2 separate regions of the Sus scrofa genome follow, and region 2 is linked to region 1. Evidence: chromatin contacts called from public Hi-C data. All regions are on one chromosome and are shown on one strand. The core of a region is the stretch at or near the end of the contact, and the rest is flanking DNA. Distances in the headings are between cores, read along the strand shown. Region 1 overlaps GOLM1 (Golgi membrane protein 1). Region 2 overlaps KIAA1217 (sickle tail protein homolog).

Evidence for each region. Hi-C and Micro-C count contacts between places; a contact is called where the count stands out from the background.
Region 2: a contact with region 1 is called in a Hi-C map of omental adipose tissue, with 7 times the contacts expected there. The contact joins two enhancer-like sites. A contact is called at or near these places in 7 of 47 Hi-C or Micro-C datasets (embryonic fibroblasts, liver, mesenteric adipose tissue and 3 more).

The regions. Positions count from the first base shown.
Region 1 is chr10:29,134,722-29,139,817 of Sscrofa11.1, reverse strand. It overlaps GOLM1 (Golgi membrane protein 1), which reads right to left. Exons shown (of 10, transcript XM_021064635.1): 2 at 1,971-2,120. The coding sequence starts at 2,099. Among named protein-coding and RNA genes, the nearest start is that of GOLM1, 20 kb to the right of the region's middle. Within about 2 kb of position 2,962, at least 23 of the 83 cell types and tissues checked have an H3K27ac peak or open chromatin away from gene starts, as enhancers often do. A contact at or near this core is called in omental adipose tissue, where this site is marked.
Region 2 is chr10:50,945,943-50,951,614 of Sscrofa11.1, reverse strand. All of the region lies in intron 2 of KIAA1217 (sickle tail protein homolog), which reads left to right. Among named protein-coding and RNA genes, the nearest start is that of KIAA1217, 83 kb to the left of the region's middle. Within about 2 kb of position 3,619, at least 5 of the 83 cell types and tissues checked have an H3K27ac peak or open chromatin away from gene starts, as enhancers often do. A contact at or near this core is called in omental adipose tissue, where this site is marked.

The DNA.
Region 1 (5,096 bases), core at 1,713-4,212:
TTTGTGTCTCTGTGTCACATTTTGGTAGTCCTCACAACATTTCACACTTTTTCACTATTATTATATTTGTCATGATGATCTGCAGTCATGAGCTTTGAGGTTACTACTGTGACTCAGTGAAGGGATCTTTTAGCAGTAAAATATTTTTAAATTAAGGTATGTTTTTTCAGACATGACAGTATGGAACACTTAACAGACTACAGTACAGTGTAAATGCAACTTTACAGTGCAAATGTAACTTTTCATATGCTGGGAAAACAAAAAGCTCACATGACCTGCTATTGCATTACGTGCTTTATTGCAGCAGTCTGGAACTGAATTTGTGATATCGCCAAGGTCTACCTATACATAAAACACTTTATCTGAAGTGAGCGGGTGTTCAAATATTTAGTTTCCTTTTCCCCATTAACAGAGTGCTTAAACACTCCTTATGACACAATTCCTAAAAAGAGATTCGGTTCTCCAACACTAAGACCCCATCTGCCCAGAGAACAGGGGTCCAGTGGAAGCTCAGACAAGAGCACCACACCTGCACGGAGCTAAGCCTGAGAGGAGGACAACACACTTCTATGGGTTGGGCTTCCATGGCTAAGAGCGCACACCCACCCATCAGGAAGACTTGGTGGCAATTCCACCTCTCCTCTCCTTGCACTAATCTCTCCAAGTCTTAGTCTGCTCACCTCTGAAACAGGGACCATAAGGTCCCAACCGGTTAAGAGGCTGTGTACAAAAGAAGATAATGAATGGGAGTTCCCCCCTTGTCGCTCAGTGGGTTATGAACCCAACTAGTATCCATGAAGATGCAGGTTCAAGCCCTGGCCTCGCTCAGTGGGTTAAGGATCTGAGAGCTGTGGTGTAGGTTACAGACACAGCTCAGATCTGGTGTGGCTGTGGCTCCAATTTGACCCCTAGCCTGGGAACTTCCATATGCCGCACCTGCAGTCCAAAAAGGAAAAAAAAAAAAAAAAAAAAAAAAGACAATGACTGCCATGTACTGGTAAAGAAAAATTATTCTGATCCTTGATAAAATGGTAAGGAAATTTTTATTCAAGACTCTACTGCAAATGCAGCATGACTACTGCCATCACAGGGAGACACTCTGCTCAACTCTGAGTACAGCAAAGCCTGCTGAGGGTGTAGAGTCAACAAGCAGGGGGTGGGGTCAGTGGGTGGAACAGTACTAAGAGTAGGGGGATTCCTGCTAAGCTGGCCTAACAGGACTCTTGCTACAGGCAGGTGGGCCCAGGGTGAGACATCAAAGATAAAGGATGAGTAGCTTGATCAGAGGGGGAAGGATGAGTTTAGTGGCATTCCTTGCTGAGCCTGGGCCGGGCAGGCCAAAATCAGGATGGATGGAGGCGGGGGCGAGGGTGGCAAGGGACAGAGTCCTAGTTATGTGGTGGGCTCCATGGAGCCTGACTGAACTGTAGCCAGGAAGAGCCCCTGTCACTGCTTGGCACTGCCCGACCCACCCTGGTCAGCAAAAATGGGAAAGCTAAACCTGCTATCATCAGTAAATGCTGGTGATGCAGACAGGTACCTCTAAAAACACACTTCTCACACCTGTTACCCAAGTGCAGTGCCAAAGCCACTCTTTAATATCGAGTGTGGCCCAGAGGAGCACAACGGGTTGGAGACGGTGCATCGCGGGTGGTATAAACTGTCTTTCCAGAATAGGCCCGAAAGGCTTGACTAAAAAAATCATTAGCCCACATGAAGAGCATCGAGGGACTTCCTGGCAGCAATCCTAAGTCATAAGGGGGTCTTCTCCCACCCAAGAGCACGGCTGGTGTGAGGTCAGCCCCGGGGCTGGGTGTGGGGCCATATAGAGCCTCCAACACACATGACTCTGCCCACACCAGCCACTGAGCACACACCTCGGGTGGCAATAACAGAAAACCCCTGGGGCCCCACCACCCAGCAGCTTCAAATGCTCCATGACATCCACACAGACAGGACAAATAGGACACCTGGAGGTCCACGCTCCGGGAGCTCGCAATCCAGTAGTTGAAGCCCAGGACGATGATACAGGCCACCAGGGCGGCCAGCACGAGGGGCGGCGACTTCATGCTCCGACGCCCGTTGCCCAATCCCATCATCTCAAAGGCCGGCTGAGGACTCTGCCAAATCAAAACAAACACACAGGCCTCAGGACCAGGAGTAACCATGCCCCAAGCATGCCGTCAACCCCCTCCCCCCCATCACAACAGGAAGGCGTCCTGCAAAGCTGTGAGTGAAGAACGCGCAAGCAGCACACCCAGAGCCAGGGGCCTGGGCCCTGGGCAGGGTGGCCAGATCCCCGGGGACAGGCTTGTGGGAGTGAGTCCCATGCCAGGAACCCATCACCCAGCAGCCGAGACCTGGGCAGGTAAGAACTTCTCACACTGCAGCTTTCTCGCCTGTAAAATGGGGATGACGGCAGTTTCTATCTCCCAGCACAGGCTGAGAAATCACCCCTGTAGAAGCAAAAGCAAACGTTAGGGCCGCTGCATCACACAAGACAGACACCAGTTCTCATTATCCCCCAAAGAAGCCTTTCTGATCGATTCCTAAGAAAGTAAGGTTTGGGGGTTTTTTTGGCTTTGGTGTTTTTTACCGTGGTGACCGAATTATCAACAACACCCTGGTACAGTGTTTCTGGAGCCAAGCAGGAAGGCCTCCTGTGGGGGGTGAGGTCAGCACGGGCGGGGCCCTGCGCTGGGAAGGGGCCCTGGGGCAGAGCCGAGCCACACGCCCTGGCGTCCTCTGAACACTGCTCTCCAGCTTCTGTGCAGCACAGCAGACTGAGGAAGGGGCTTCAAGGGCTGCCCAGAGCATCAAGCTCCTTACAAGAAACACAAAGACAAGAAAGGAGCTGTGTTTTGCTCATGGACTTCAACCCCAGCCTAGGTCTGGCGGGGCCCTGGCGCGGGTCAGCAAGGACAAGGGAGGCCCGCTTCTCTCGATGGCTCTGGCTGAGCCAGATCAAACAGGATCTCATCAGAGGGAGGGCAGCACACACGATATACACAATCAACAGCCTCTCTGAGAACAGATATGCTTTGGTGCCAAGTGTGGCCTGCAGCGGAGGAGGTGAGGGAGCGGGAAACAGAGCGAGAAGGTGGAAGAGAGACCAGCAAGGACTCAGCCTTGACGTAAAGGAGAACAGGGGAGAGCTGACAGAGCAGCTCCCACCCGATGGTACCCCAAAGTGGGCCCCTGGGACACATCCTCTCCCGAGGTACCAGTGTGGGAGCCCTGCATGGGGATGCACAAGCAATTTAGTTGAATCACCTAGAACGAAGCACCTCTGGAGTTCTCGTTGTGGCTCACCAGGTTAAGAATCTGTCTAGTGGAGTTTTCTGTCATGACTAGTAACCATGAGGATGCAGGTTCAATCCCAGCCTCGCTCAGTGGGCTAAGGATACGGCATTGCCATGAGCTGTGGGGAAGGCTGGCAGCAGCAGCTCTGATTCAACCACCAGCCTGGGAAATTCCATGGGTGGAGCCATTTAAAAAAAACCAATAAAATAAAAAGTAATCAATCCTGAGCCTCTTTTATTGCTTCTGGATTTTGTTTACATTTAAGAAACACATTTCCAAGAATGGAGCTCACCTTATCTCATAAAAGCAACAAAGTTACAACCAACTGCTGAACAACCTTCAACAAAATAGACCCCAAACTATCAAAAGAGATATCCTACTCCAGAAGACAGAGAGGAGGCCACACTGAGACAGTAGGAGGGATGATTACCTGATATAAGGAACCCCATACCCAGCAGGGTGAGAGGCCCACAGACTGGAAAGTAACTACATTGCAGAAGTTCACCCAAGGGAGTGAGAGTTCTGAGCCCCACATCAGGTCCCCACGCCTGGGGATCTGGCATAGGGAGAAGGAACCCCCAGAGCATCTGGCGTTGAGGGCCAGTGGGGCTTGTGTGCAGGAGCTCCTTGGACTGGGGGAAATGGAGACCCCACTCCTGAAAGGCACACATAGGCTTTCAGGAGCACTGGGTCCCAAGGCAAAGCAGAGACTCCATAGGAATCTTGGTCAGACCTGACTGCAGTTCTGGGAGAATCTCCTGGGAAAACAGGGGGTGGTTGTGGCTCATTGTGGGGGAAGGACATTAATGCAAAGGTCTCAGGAATGATCAACAGTGTGCATTTCTCTGGAGGTGGCCATTTTGGAAAAATCTGACCCCACCCATCAGGGCTGAGAAGTCCCAGTCCAAACAATAAACTAGGTGGGAACAAAGCCTCACCCATTAGCAAACAGACTGCCTAAAGACCCCACCCCCCCACAGGCATTGAGCCACCTCTAATCACACCCAAAGCCCCGTCCACCCACCAGAAGCTTAAGAATCAGCTTCACCTACCAGTGGGCAGGCACAGTCCCTCCCATCAGGAAGCCTGCAGCAAGGCCCCACACCAACTTCAGCCACAAGGAGAGCAGACATCAGAAGCAAGAACAGGCTACAACCCTACTGTCTGCATAAAGGAGACCACACCACAAATCGATACAAAATGAAAAGGCAGAAAGAATTATGACTCAGATAGGAATGAGGAAAAAAAAAAAAAGCAGCTAAGTCATCTGGAGATTACAAACTTCCATGAAAAACAATTTAGACTAATGATAGTAAAGATGATTCAAGATCTTAGAAATAAACTGGAGGCAAAAACTGGAGGCGAAGATGGATAAATTACAAGAAACACTGAGCAAAGAAATAGATTTAAGGATTAAGCAAGCAGAGTTGCAAAATACAATAACTGAAATAAAAATTGACTAGAAGCAGGGGAATTCCCATTGTGGCTCAGTGGTTAAGGAATCTGACTAGGACCCATGATGTTGCAGGTTTGATCCCTGGCCTTGCTCAGTGGGTTAAGGATCCGGCGTTGCCATGAGCTGTGGTGTAGGTCGCAGACACGGCTCAGATCCCACATCACTGTGGCCCTGGTGTAGGCCAGCGGCTACAGCTCCAATTAGACCCCTAGCCTGGGAACATCCACATGCTGCAGGAGCGGCCCTAGAACAGGCAAAAAGACAAAAAAAAAAAAAAAAAATTCACTAGAAGCAAACAACAGCAGAATACAGGAGACAGAAGAATGAATAAGCCAGG
Region 2 (5,672 bases), core at 2,370-4,869, about 22 Mb before region 1:
ATAAGGTGGGGAATTCGTAGATTTCAAGTTTATATTCCACCTTGGAACACCTTGCATCCTCCCACTCTGTAAAGTAATGTTTTGGAGGCAGCCTCCTCCTCTTTCTCAAAGCCAGACCCTTTTCTCTGGAAATAGAGCTCTTTCTAATTTGACCTGACACTGACACGGGGCCAGCCTCGGAGTCAGGGAAAATGTGGTTAATGCCAATAAGACCACCTCTTCTGAGAATGAAAAATGACCGAGTATTTTGCATTAGGAGGGATGTTATTCTCTAATAGCCAACACAAATCTGAAGTCTCGGGGAAAAAATGACAGCATTTCCTGGTTATTGCTAATAAAACTCAGGAATGAGTGTTCCGAGGGCATCATCTTAGAGCTTTTTAATTCATGGCTCTGTTTTTCCTGAGCCTTTTAAGATATGCTTGTAACTTTGCTTGTCAAATCAAGAGAAGGTAGATCATTATTCAAGGCGAAGTTCAGTGTAGGAAACTCAGATATAAATGGCTCAGCATTATTTTTTTCATGTCAAAGATTTATGACTGTCTCTATTTCAGGCCTTCCTTTATGCTCTCTGGACTATTTCAGTAGCCTCCTCATTGGTCTGGAGCCGCTGTTTCTCTTGCGTCCCCTCTGTCTGTCCCCTCCCGCTGCTCTGTGAATAGTTGTCATATAAGCTCACTTCTAGATTTCCTGACGGTGGGTCCTCGGTGTGTCCCACCAGCCTGGCTTCCCAGTCTTGCCACTGTTTTCTTCACACCTCCTGCAGCCATTCTCTCCAACGCGGCTTCTCCTCCCTTACTTGACTAAGTCATCCTTTTTAATTCTGTCCCCTTTGTTGGCCTTGGTCCCTCGGCCAGGCATGTCCTCCCTGTGCCTCCAAGCCCAATCCCACATCCACCAAGGGACCAGCCTAGACACTACTGTCCTCACCAGCTGTTCCCAGGCACCCAACCACACCCAAGTCAAGAGTCATTCTTTGACCTCGAATAGCGCCTTGAATAGCATCTGTTGGGTCCCATGCATTACATTCCATGTTTAACTTATTATTTGCTTCCTTAAAACTTGGTACGCAGAACGTTGCCTGCTGATCAGCAGCGTCACCATCACTTGGAAGCTCGTTAGAAATCCAGAATCTCGGCATTCCCATTGTGTTAAGAACCCGACGCAGGGTCCATGAGGATGCAGGTCAATCCCTGGCCTCCCTCGGTGGGTTAAGGGTCTGGCATGGCCCGCAGGCTGTGGTGTAAGTCGCAGATGTGGCTGGGATCCGGTGCTGCCGTGGCTGTGGTGTAGACCGCAGCCGCAGCTCCTATTCGACCCCTAGTCTGGGAACGTCCATGGGCCACAGGTGTGGCTGTAAAAAGACAGAAGTAAAGAAATCCAGAATCTCATTCCTCATCCCAAATCTGATGACTCAGAACCCACATTTTAACAGGCCCTCGGGTGATTACAGTGCACGTGAAGTTTCAGGCTCTGCTGTGTTGCATCACGTCGACCCTGATGTGAAGCAGGACCCCTGTTAATGAAGGAAGGGCAGTAAAAGCTGAGGTTGTGCTCATTAACTCATGGGAAGGTTATCTCCTAATCCAGCATCAGAAACGTGCCCCAGCATATATCATTTTTCTGTGACTATTTTTAGTCTTCAATCATGGAGACCCTTTTCGCCTTTTAAAATCTTTGATTTGTTACGTTCAGGTCACCTTCGGGGTTGTTTGGGTTATTTCTTTGGGGGGTTTTGTGAGGTTCTTTGCATTTTTTAAAAATCCTCTCACAGGGCAGTATTGGCCTTTGGTGAATAAGTAGAGAGAACAACTTGCTAATTGGGTCTAATTATAGCGTCTGTGCAGAAAATAATGACGAACGTCTGAAAATAAGCACTCCTATGGCGTGTCTCATGTTGTCATCCTGGCAGCTCTTTCTTCAGGTCCCAGTAAATGACAACTAAAGGCTGGCTGTTCTCTGTCACTGTGTCCAAAAGCTGAGTGATCCAGTTCACACCTATTTGCTAATAACCATGGAAGGAGATAGATGATGATATGATACGCTGGGATTTTTAAAGCACGACGGAATTTGATATTAAAGGATCCTTAGCTGCCTGAGAATAAAAGGAGAGCTGGGAGAAGCTTGTTACAGTAGAAGTACTGTCTACACTTAGAGTTGACAGTACCACCCACTGTGGCATAGTGTAGAAACTCATGGGGCCGCCGCTGCCTGTCACAACTAGGGGTGGCATTTGCATGGGTGCAAGCCAGGGATGCTGGATGCCCTGCAATGCACTTTAAAGAATTGTCCCCTATGAAGCTACTTCGGAGCAGATGGGCCAGACATGTTTAGGGAGAGGGGAAAGTGTTCCTATCACTAAAATATAAACTTATTATATATATATATTTGTATTTTTATATTTTTATTCATCTTATAAATATTTTGTTACATTTTACATTTTATAAAAAATGTTTATATCTCTATATAATATAGATCTCTCTCTATATATGTGTATAATATAGAGAGATATAAACAAAAAACATTTTAAATACATGCTGAATTTCCCAGGAACGCAACCACCGTATTAATTGAGGTGATATTATTCTTTGTCTTGTTTAGAACTTTACTATATATTTTGCATAGTTTTTAATTAAAGTGTAGTTGATTCACAATGCTGTGCCAATTTCTGTGGTACAGCAAAGGGACCCAGTCTCACATACACACACACACACACACACATTCTTTTTCTCATATTATCTTCCATCATGGTCTATCCCAGGAGATTGGATATAGTTCCCTGTGCTATACAGCAGGATCTCGTTGCTTATCCATTCTAAATATAACAGTTTGCATCTACTAACCACAAACTCCCTGTCCATCCCACTCCCTTCCCCCTCCCCCTTGGCAACCACAAGTCTGTTCTTTTATGTCTGTTGGTCTGTTTCTGTTTTGTAGATTGGTTCATCTGTGCCATATTTTAGATTCCACATATAAGTGATATCATATGGTATTTGTCCTCTTTCTGACTTACTTCACTTAGTATGAGAATCTCTAGTTCCAGCCATATTGCTGCAAATGGCATGATCTTATTCTTTTTTAGGGCTGAGTAGTATTCCATTGTGTATATGTACCCCATCTTCTGAATCCATTCATCTGTCGATAGACATTTAGGTTGTTTCCATGTCTTGGCTATTGTGAATAGTACTGCAATGAACATACCGGTGCATGTATCTTTTTGAATTATAGTTCTGTCCAGATGTATGCCCAGGAGTGGGATTGCTGGATCATATGGTAATAGAACTTTATGTTTATTTCAGAAAAAATAATATCAATGCTGCTATTGGCCTGCCTGTGTAGCTGTTGAATTCATACTGATCTCTCCGTCTTATAATGTCTGCTGTGTAGTGGTACCTGAGCATTTGTACATTCAAGTGCCTCTTATTTGTTTTAAATTTCTCCTTTATTTCCTCTTTATATAATTAAGTGAGGACATTCTGTTGGTTGTTTTTTTAAATGTATGTGACCAGGCAAGATTTTTTTATTGATTACATCTGAGGATACCTAAAGAGTGTGGGATCTGATAGGTTTGAGAACCTGTCTGACATAGACAGCTCATTAGCTCTTGTCTAAAAATAGTAAAGGCTCAGTTTCAATCAGAGTGTAGGAAGGTTCTCAGCCCATGGAAGATGCTAGAGAGAAGGATGGTTTGGGGTTGCTGGGAGGTGGAGCATGTACTGGGCAGAGAAGGCAGAGCTCGGGCTCAGAAGTTCCCAGACTTGAGTGCCAAGCTCTCCCCTGACACTTGGGACTGGCTGGCCTTGATCACCCTCCTGAGCTCAGGCCTCTGGGCATCCTTGTGGAGTCAAGAGGAATATGAAGTGTTCCCGTTGCGACTCAGGGGTAACAAACCAGACTGGTATCCGTGGATGCGGGTTCGATCCTTAGCCATGCTCAGTGGGTTAAGGATCTGGTGTTGCCATGAGCTGTGGTGTAGGTCGCAGACACGGCTCAGATCCCACGTTGCTGTGGCTGTGGTGTAGGCCGGCAGCTGCAGTTTCCAGTTCAACCCCTAGCCTGGGAACTTCCATATGCCCTGAAAAGGCCCTGAAAAGACAGGAAAAAAAAGAAAAAAAAGTGAATGTGAGAGATAATGACCTTAAAAAACTTGGCAGAATGGTGCAAAAATGTTACAGATTATAAATAATATACATAGAAACCTCAATATCATGCGACTCTGAAAATGACAACTAAAGAAGCCGTAATACTGGCTTCCAGCCAGGTTGACTTGAGTTTTCTGTGATTCTCCAGGGGTGGAATGGGTCTAGACTCCACAATCCAGGCTCTTTAGGTTATTACGACACCCGCACCCAACTGCAGGTAAAACTTGAACCTCTTTTGCCATCAAATTTTCTTCATCACATTACACCAGACACCCTACCATCCCTACATTCTCTTCCAGCAAACTTGTGACTTTCCCGTGGCAACTTAAGTGCCTTTGCCACATGTTGGGTTTTTTTGTTTGTTTTTTAATAGTCACTGCAATTATGTTAAGGAAGAGGAGATGAGCAAAGGTATTTCCCCTGCCACTCTCTTCCTCCTGATCTTCCTCAGTCAACCCGGAATCCACTTGGTGCTAAGCCCCATCCTGCAGTTCTGGGGCCTTTTCCTGGATCCACGTGTTGGCTCCTTAGGAGACTTTAACTAGAATTAAGCCTCCCTCCCACTCCAGCTTCCCTCCCCTACCAAACTATTCCTGTTTTCCTTGTGTTTGTGCTCCCCCGGAAACTGTGCAAGCTTGGATCCAACAGCAACTTTCCCTATAGATTCTTTCCTAGTCTGTTTAATTTCAGGTACAAGAAGGATAGACTTTCCAAGTATCCCAGATCTTTTAAAGAATGCTTTCACTTTTACCTCCTTGAGGGGGAGGTCACTAAAGCCATGCAAATAGCACTGCTTTGCTGCCTCTTCGCTCCCCTCCCCACCCCAGGGACATCTTGGGGGGGCGGTTAATGGAGGCAATGTGAGTTTGTAAGACAATGTGAGTTACTATTTTGCATTAAAATTCCTTTTAAATGATAAGGAACCGAATCCCCTGCTTTGTAGTGCAAAGAGATGGCTGCTTAGTCTGTTTGATTTGGGAAGAATTATTTCAGGTTTCTTTTGAAAGTTAAATGCTAGTCCTTAGAAAAGTCACCAGATGGCCCCTTGAGTCTATTCTGATCTTTCTGTCCTTTTTCCCCCCTCCTCTTCTCCACCTCTTTATTCACTTGTCAGGGTTTGTTCACACAGATTCCTTGAGTTTTTGTCTTCGACGGGATGGTCTGGTTAAGTGTGGTATAAACACATCCCTTCCTGGTCCTGTTACAAAGGCTGCACTCTTAGCACTTCATGCCTGGTTCCTTTAAACTCCTGACTGCATTTTGGGAGGTGTCTACCTTCTTCATGCTGCTTCTCAGCATTGGCATCTCAGATGGTAAGAGCCAGTGCACCTGGGGCAGATACTGCCTCCTGCTCCGACATTTCTCTTTGGTCTTGTCCTGTTAAAATTAGACCCAGGTCCTTATTTTTATATCAATGACATTTTCTTTTATTAATTTTTTTTAACTGAGTGTAATTAACATAACGTTATTAGTTTTGGCTGCTGTGCAGAGCGGTCTGCAGCAGAATAGGTCAAGCCTGGAAGCAGCGAG